Linked DNA regions of Rattus norvegicus: region 1 is linked to region 2. The links are chromatin contacts, called in public Hi-C maps. All regions are on one chromosome and are shown on one strand. The core of a region is the stretch at or near the end of the contact, and the rest is flanking DNA. Distances in the headings are between cores, read along the strand shown. Region 1 holds the start of Epc1 (enhancer of polycomb homolog 1). Region 2 overlaps Epc1 (enhancer of polycomb homolog 1).

Evidence for each region. A called contact is a pair of places that touch in the nucleus more often than the background predicts.
Region 1: a contact with region 2 is called in a Hi-C map of liver, with 2.3 times the contacts expected there. The contact joins the promoter of Epc1 here to the enhancer-like site in region 2. A contact is called at or near these places in 2 of 12 Hi-C or Micro-C datasets (frontal cortex and liver).

What each region holds. Positions count from the first base shown.
Region 1 is chr17:59,287,579-59,291,238 of GRCr8, reverse strand. It overlaps Epc1 (enhancer of polycomb homolog 1), which reads left to right and starts at 1,720. Exons shown (of 14, transcript NM_001309462.1): 1 at 1,720-1,930. The coding sequence starts at 1,928.
Region 2 is chr17:59,211,576-59,215,110 of GRCr8, reverse strand. Epc1 (enhancer of polycomb homolog 1) reads left to right here. Exons shown (of 14, transcript NM_001309462.1): 6 at 410-569; 7 at 2,247-2,420; 8 at 2,501-2,590; 9 at 2,667-2,815. Among named protein-coding and RNA genes, the nearest start is that of Epc1, 76 kb to the left of the region's middle. Within about 2 kb of position 2,275, at least 1 of the 93 cell types and tissues checked has an H3K27ac peak or open chromatin away from gene starts, as enhancers often do. A contact at or near this core is called in liver, where this site is marked.

The DNA.
Region 1 (3,660 bases), core at 471-2,970, 77 kb before region 2:
CAAACACAGAGAAAAAAACAAAAACCTGTTCATGTATACCATGAATATGACTTCAAGAGCTGGAAAACCAACTATTTCATCAGAAAGTATATGGTTAAGAATATGAATAACTTACAAACTGCTCAGAACAGTCTAGCCTATAGGTAATAAAAAAGGACCTATCTGTACACTTACATGAGAGTCTATTCCTGTCCAGATTTTTGTTTTTAATCATAGCTACTCGGTAAATATTTGTGAATCCAGGTCTACCCCAGTTATCTACTTCAGATCAGGTGCAAAATATAGATGCTGGATGGAGACTCTGGCTCAGTCTACTGAAGTTAACCCCAAGCCTGTGGGTCACTACCTGTCTCATAGAATTCTGGTTTTGTCAGCCCTCTGGTTTACTGGAGGCAAGCCCTGTTTATTTTAATCGTCCTGTAATTAACAGCACACCCCACCCCCCCGCGTCTTGTTGTAGACAGTGAGTATGATAATAACCCTAGGTATAGTTTTAAAGGTGCCTATTAAATATTCAGTATATCAGACCTCCGTGTGGGGTGAGTTGAGTGGGTGTGGGAGGGAAGTGTCTTGAAGAATGTGGACTATTCTCTATCTTTTTTTTTTTTTTCATCCTTTGGTATTTTCTTTCATCGTTGGCCCATTAGAAATTTTCTGGCAAGGAATTAATTGCACAGTGGATACATTTAGTTCACACATTTAAGTTATGGAAACACTTTGATATTAGCCGACTTTGGGGACTTTACATTTGCAATTACAAGTGTTGGATTCCTTTAACATTTTTACGTTTAATTTTCAGACTGTATTAGAAAAGCCTGTTTGAAACAGCCCTACTCAGCGCCCAACTAGAAAGAATCGTGTTTCCCAGCCCACTTAATCTGAAAGCCTGCCAAGTTAGGTGAAAGACCTTATAAATATGTAAAACAGGAGGTTCAAATTACAATCAAGTAAATCCCTAATGATTGATGTTCTTTTCAAAACAAAAGAAGAAGAAGAAGAAGAAAAAGAACAAAAAAGAGGGCATTCCCGCTAGCACCAGCAGCAAAGGTTGGTAAGGAGTTCACACTCAAGGGTGTACTTTAGGGCTTAATTTATTTTGAATTTCTACCACTTCCTGGAGGCCGGGTGGAAGGATCCAAAATACTGGGCACCTCAGCCATTTTGTTTGTAGGGCGGAGCGGTAGAACTGGGCCGGCCAGGAAGGGGTTTGAGAGCAGCGTTGAAATGGGAGGGGGTGGGGGAGCTGAATATGGTTTCAACTTATGTCAGGATTCACTCGAGGCTAATGCAGGGACACTCGAGCCGCGTGGTGCTCGCGGCCTCAGGAGGCCCTCGGGAACGTCACACCGAGAACCCACGGATAGGCATCTTTCCCAGCGGCCGCGGCCGCATCCACGTCCCACACGGACGTCTCGAGTGGAGCCCCAACGAGCCGCGCGCAAGGGCGTGCCCAGATGCTCGGAGGACACGGCTGCTGCCATTGTTGTGCTAGTCACTTACTCCCGATCCCCGAGCAAAGTCTGGGGAGCAGCGCTCTCCCGAGCCGGTTTAAAATGGCACAGTCGCGCATTCTTTCCGAGCAGCGGGAGGCGGGAGCGAGGGCGGAGCCCGGAAGCCGCCAGCCAATGGGCGCGCGCGCCCGCCCTCTCGCCCGCCAGCGCAGAGTTGTTAACCCCGCGCCTGCCGCCGCCGCCCGCTCCGCAGCCTCCAGCTTGCTCCATTCCCCCCGACGCCCTCGGATCCTGCGGCTGCCCGCCCCGCTCCGCGCCCTCCATGGACGAAAGTCTCACTTTTGATTTACCAAATATTTTCAGGATGTTTGAAGACCCGTACGCTGCCCGGAGGCTGTTTTTTCTGGACAGCCCAGACCTCAGCCTATATTGTTACAATTTTTTTTTGAGAGCTAGCTGCTGCTTTGCCTACACCGATGGTAAGTTTATAATTTTAAACATTCTTGGCATTACATCCTCGAAAGGAGCACCAGATAAGAGAGGTTTTCATTGTGTTTCTTCTCACAAAACCAATCTTTGTATTTTTCTTTAGCTTCGATCTCTGCACGTTCCACCTAATTTTGTCTGGATAATTTTTTTTTTCCCAAAAGGGGAAAAAATAGTTTTCCTCTCCATTGTTAAAGATAAACATGTATAATGAAAATTATACTTTAATTGCTGTGAACTAAAGGGGAACTCAGATGTTTCAAGATGGACTTTTTTTTGTGTGCCAGGAATGTTGGTAGTGCCAAATATGTACGTATCCTCTTTATAAAAATTATCTATTGCCTAATTTGTCCAGAGTAAATTACCAACAAGCAAACTACCGTTGTAGTTTTGTTTTGGTTTTTTAAAATAGATCTATTGTGATTCCCTTGATGGAATACTTCAGAAAGGAGCTCTGGTATAATGAAGGCGGAGATTGACTAACCGGGTTTAAGTTATGGCTGTTGCTAAATAGTGGCTCTTTTATTGCTGAGCAGACCTAACTTGTGGTCTAGGATGTGATTTCCTTAAAGCTCTTTGTCGATTCGTCTCTGCAGATCTATCTTATTTTTTCTCCGGAAAGCTACATTTGGGAGACATTTTGTAATTTTTGGCATTTTTCTAGTTTTCTTCTTTTTGCACACGGTGGGAGATTTTTTTTTTTTTTTTTTTTTTTTTTTGTTCTGCACTGATCTGTGTTGGTGGCGCTGTAGTGCTCCTCAACAATTTGTCAGTTTTACTAAAAGAAAAAAGGAAGAAAAAAGGTGGGGCAAGATTTTATCTATTATCCTTTAATTTTCGTAGAGAAAGTTCAATTTGGTCAGCAGTGTTATTTAAGTGTTTGCTGTGGACTGTGCACCATGGTGAGAACAGACAATGTCGTCACAGCCAATCCAGGGGACATTATGGACAAGCATTCAGTTGGCAGTTATGTTCCATCTCATCTCATTTATTATCTCTATCGGATTCTTTAATAATAAGCTGTCCTTTGCCCTCTCCTCCATGGATGCTTTTCTTGTCTTACAAAACCATGCCCATTAGCGCCGTTTCAGTATAACAAAACGTTTGTGTATTAGTTCTTTGGACATTGTAAAAGTTGAATTTCATTTTTGAATCAAGGGATTTCTCAAATATGTATTCTGAATCTGTCTTGAGAGTGATCTGGTAGGGTGTCATGTCTGTTTTATTTTGAGCTGCCCCCCTTGGATTGAATTTATAGACAGCCTTGTTTTAAAATGAGCAAATGTTTTTTGTTGTTGGAACAAGATAATTTTTTAAGAATATTGCACACATATTTTTTTACTTAAAAATACTGACATATACATTTCTAAGGAGGTGTTATATCTTTGTTCTTGAGAGTTATCTGATTAGAGACTAAGGGATTTAGGCCCAAAGCCTGCCAAAAACAAAAATATGTCACAATATGACATCGGCTTTACTGGTCTCTGTAAACATTTTAGTTGTTTGTGAAGATGTCTTCAGTTCAAAAAGAAAGTAGGAGGGATCTGTAATTTACCTTGAAATGCATTGTTTACCAAGTAAAGTGAAAACTGAAACAGCATTTGGATTATCTGACTAACAGGTTATGTCTTGAGAGAGTGACTGTCGTGTCAGGAGTCAAGAGTCTTTATTTACTTTGACATCTGTAAATGCCCTTTCCACTGATCCTTTAACAGTCTGGAGT
Region 2 (3,535 bases), core at 1,026-3,525:
TGAGCCAGGTGAGCCAGGCATGGTGGCTCGTGCCTGCAGGAGGTGCTTCAGAGGTTCTCTTGTAAAGAACCTGGTTTGATGCTCAGTACCCTGTGACATCTAACGACTTTCTGTTAAGCTTAGGTCCAGGGGTCCAGTATCCTCTCTGGCCACATGGGCATGGCACACACATGGTGCACAGACATACAAGTCGGCAACGTACCCATATGCATTTAGGGCCACTGTTGAGTAGCACGTGCGTTGAAAGTCGTATGTTACCCCACCTACAGCAGGCACACACGGTACCCGAGGAGGTGGCTGTTGAGTGAGTGAGTGAGTTAGTTAGTTGGACTGTAGATCATTTCACAGTGTGTATGGAAGCATCTCATTGTACTCTGTGTATAGCTTAAAGTTCCCTTTGTAATTTCAGGTATAATTTAGGTGACTACAGTGGAGAGATCATGTCTGAGGTCATGGCACAGAGACAGCCAGTGAAGCCTACCTATGCCATCCCCATCATCCCGATTACTAACAGCAGCCAGTTCAAACACCAGGACGTCACGGATGCGAAGGAGTTCAAAGTTAACAAGGTTATTAGAGCTTTGTAACAGTAGATCCAGTAAACAGGGAAAACCATGAATTCCTACCGCAAGGGATTTCTGAACACTGAAAATAAGGGACACTAAAAATGGGGAGCTTTTCACGACAATTTAATTTCCCTTGCTTCCTTACAAGGGAAGGCTTTGCTCTCTGTCTGATAAAAAGAGGGGTTTGCTGAGAGGGGGTATGAAATGTTGGTGTGGTTAGTGGTATGGAGGCCTGGAGAGAGCATGAAGCCTTCCACCCAGTGTAACGTTCTGGGCCACATCTGTGTGTCAGTGTCAGGCGGGTCTTGTCAACGGCTGGTAACGTGGGCAGAAGTGGAAATACTTTGACAAGTTGATATGTCCTAATTTGTGAAGAGTAAAATTGGTGAGGGGGAAATAAAATTAGTAAGGAGAAAACCAGGGGAATAAGAGAGAGCCGGCAGTGTGCCTTTCTGATAAATGCACCTTAGCAGGGAAGGTTTTCATATACTTGTGACCTAACATGTATCATTTAACTCAGACTTAGCATTCCATTTCAATTGAGGAAATAATGTGATCTGCTAATCATTTATTATCTAACCTGTTCTGTTTAATATTTTGTGTCTGTGATTTTTTTTTTTTTTTATAATTTGGTGTATAATTTACCGTACCATTTGGAATGGTGGTTTCTGCAGCATAGACTTTTTCCCTATCAGAGCACTGACCAAGACTATTTCAAACATGTTGGTTTTGAAGTATTGAACTGTTGAACAGATAAATAGAAGTATTCTCTTTGGTAATCACAAATGGTGGCTATTAATCCCAGCAGAAGCTGTGCCTGGCAGATCTCTTGAGGTTGAGACACAGCCTGGTCTACATAGTGAGTTTCAGGCTAGCCAAGGCTACTCAGTGAAACACCTCTATCCAATTACCTCTGCCAAAAAAAAAAAAAAAAAAAAAAAAAATGCTAAAGGCCATGTTCCAAATACTTGTGTGCTCATAATTTCCAGTCCTGCATAGTACAGTTTTCCTTGTTTTTATATTGAAGTCTATTGTCCACCTGTCTGAAATATATGGCCTTACAAATCACTTCAAAGGTGTTACTTTGATTTTTATATTTTGGGATTTAACTCGGATTCTAATTGTACAACATTCATTGTTCGTCTGTATGTTCCAGAGACATGAGCCATGCATGTGGTTCTGGTTTACCTTAAATCCTTCTAAGTCAAGACAGAGTCATTAGTGGAATAGGCCTGCTGTTTTGAACATTTTCTTATTTAAATTTTCATTCAAACTGTTTTGTTGTCTGGCTGGAGAGCTGGGTGAGCAGTTAGGAGTGCCCATTGTTCCTGCAGAGGACCTGGGTGCAGTTGAGTTGCCAGCACCTACGTGAGATGGCATACAGTTCTGTAATTCCAGTTCCAGGGGGTCTGACAGTCTCTGGCTTTTGAAGACACCTGCACATACACATACACTTTTAAGTCTTTTAAGCAAATGTTTGTTTTGAACAGAGCAAATGTAGATTATTAGGGGAAACTGAGACTGACCCTCTGAGGGTAGGGGGGCCACCAGAGGGTTGCCTGAGCCTCTTTTAATAGTTCAAGCACTTGGCTCCCCAAGTAATAATTAACTCAAGCTGTTAAGAGGTTGCAGTTGTGGGGTGTGCTTTCGCTGTGTGACCGACTCGTGTCTGTGTTGCAGCAAGATAAGGCTGATCTTATTCGGCCGAAGCGCAAATATGAAAAGAAGCCCAAAGTCTTACCGTCGTCTGCTGCCGCACCCCAGCAGCCAAGTCCTGCTGCACTGCCAGGCTTCAGTGCTAAAGACTTAAACCAGTACGACTTCCCCAGCTCAGATGAAGAGCCTCTGTCACAGGTAAACAGAAGACCAGCTCTCTGCACACAGAAGAGGAACATAGAACCCGCATGTTTGACCTCTCGTTGCTTTATTTCAAGGTTTTGTCTGGCTCTTCAGAAGCTGAGGAAGAGAATGACCCTGATGGCCCTTTCGCTTTCCGTAGGAAAGCAGGCTGTCAGTACTATGCTGTAAGTGTCAGACTTTCTGTAAACAACAAACAGCAGACAGACTGACAAAATACAATAATTTGGATTTTTTTTTTAGCCTCATTTAGACCAAACTGGCAACTGGCCCTGGACTAGCCCTAAAGATGGAGGCCTGGGGGATGTGCGATATAGATATTGCTTAACTACTCTCACCGTACCCCAGAGGTGTCTTGGATTTGCACGAAGACGGGTCGGGCGCGGTGGAAGGTAACGCGCTTCTGCTTTCCTTGCACCAGCATGCTTTTTAGACATTGGAGTCAGAGTTTAAACTGAGGCCCTTCTTGTGAACAGAGTCTAGAAGCTCCAGCTTGCTATGCTTAGCAGAGCTGTCTACATGTTCCCTTTGCACTCCCAACGTCCTCACACACTACACTGCGTAGTCCCTACAGGCCCGTGTGGGTTCTTATCTCCCCAAGCTTCTTAGCACCTGAGTTATCACAGAGTAGAATCCCAAGAAAGGACAAGTATACTTGTGTGTACACACTCAGGATTGGTTCAGGAGACTACAACCAAAGTCGCTGAGTTCTGGGGAAAACCTTACGTTAACTACTGCAGTGACCACTTAACTTTGCTGCTCATGGCCTCAGTTTGTCAGGATGTGGTTCTGGGGTCTGAAATAGAATATTTCATACATGGAGTGGAGGAGAGAAGGAACTGCAAAGCACAGAAAAGTTTTGGTTGAAAGACAATTTGAAAAAAAGAACTTTGTCCAACATTGAGCTTTGAGGCTAAAAGAACCAGAGCCAACAAGATGACTCAGTGGGAAGAAGCGGTTGCCACCAAGGTGACAGCCTGAGTTCTGTCCCCAGGACTCACCTGGTGGAAGGAGAAAAGCAACTCTTGGGAATTGTCCTGTGGCTGCTGCGTGCACGCCGTGCTCTGCTCCGTGTGCTGTGCGCATACAGTGTGAGAGTCAAACGCTGCAGT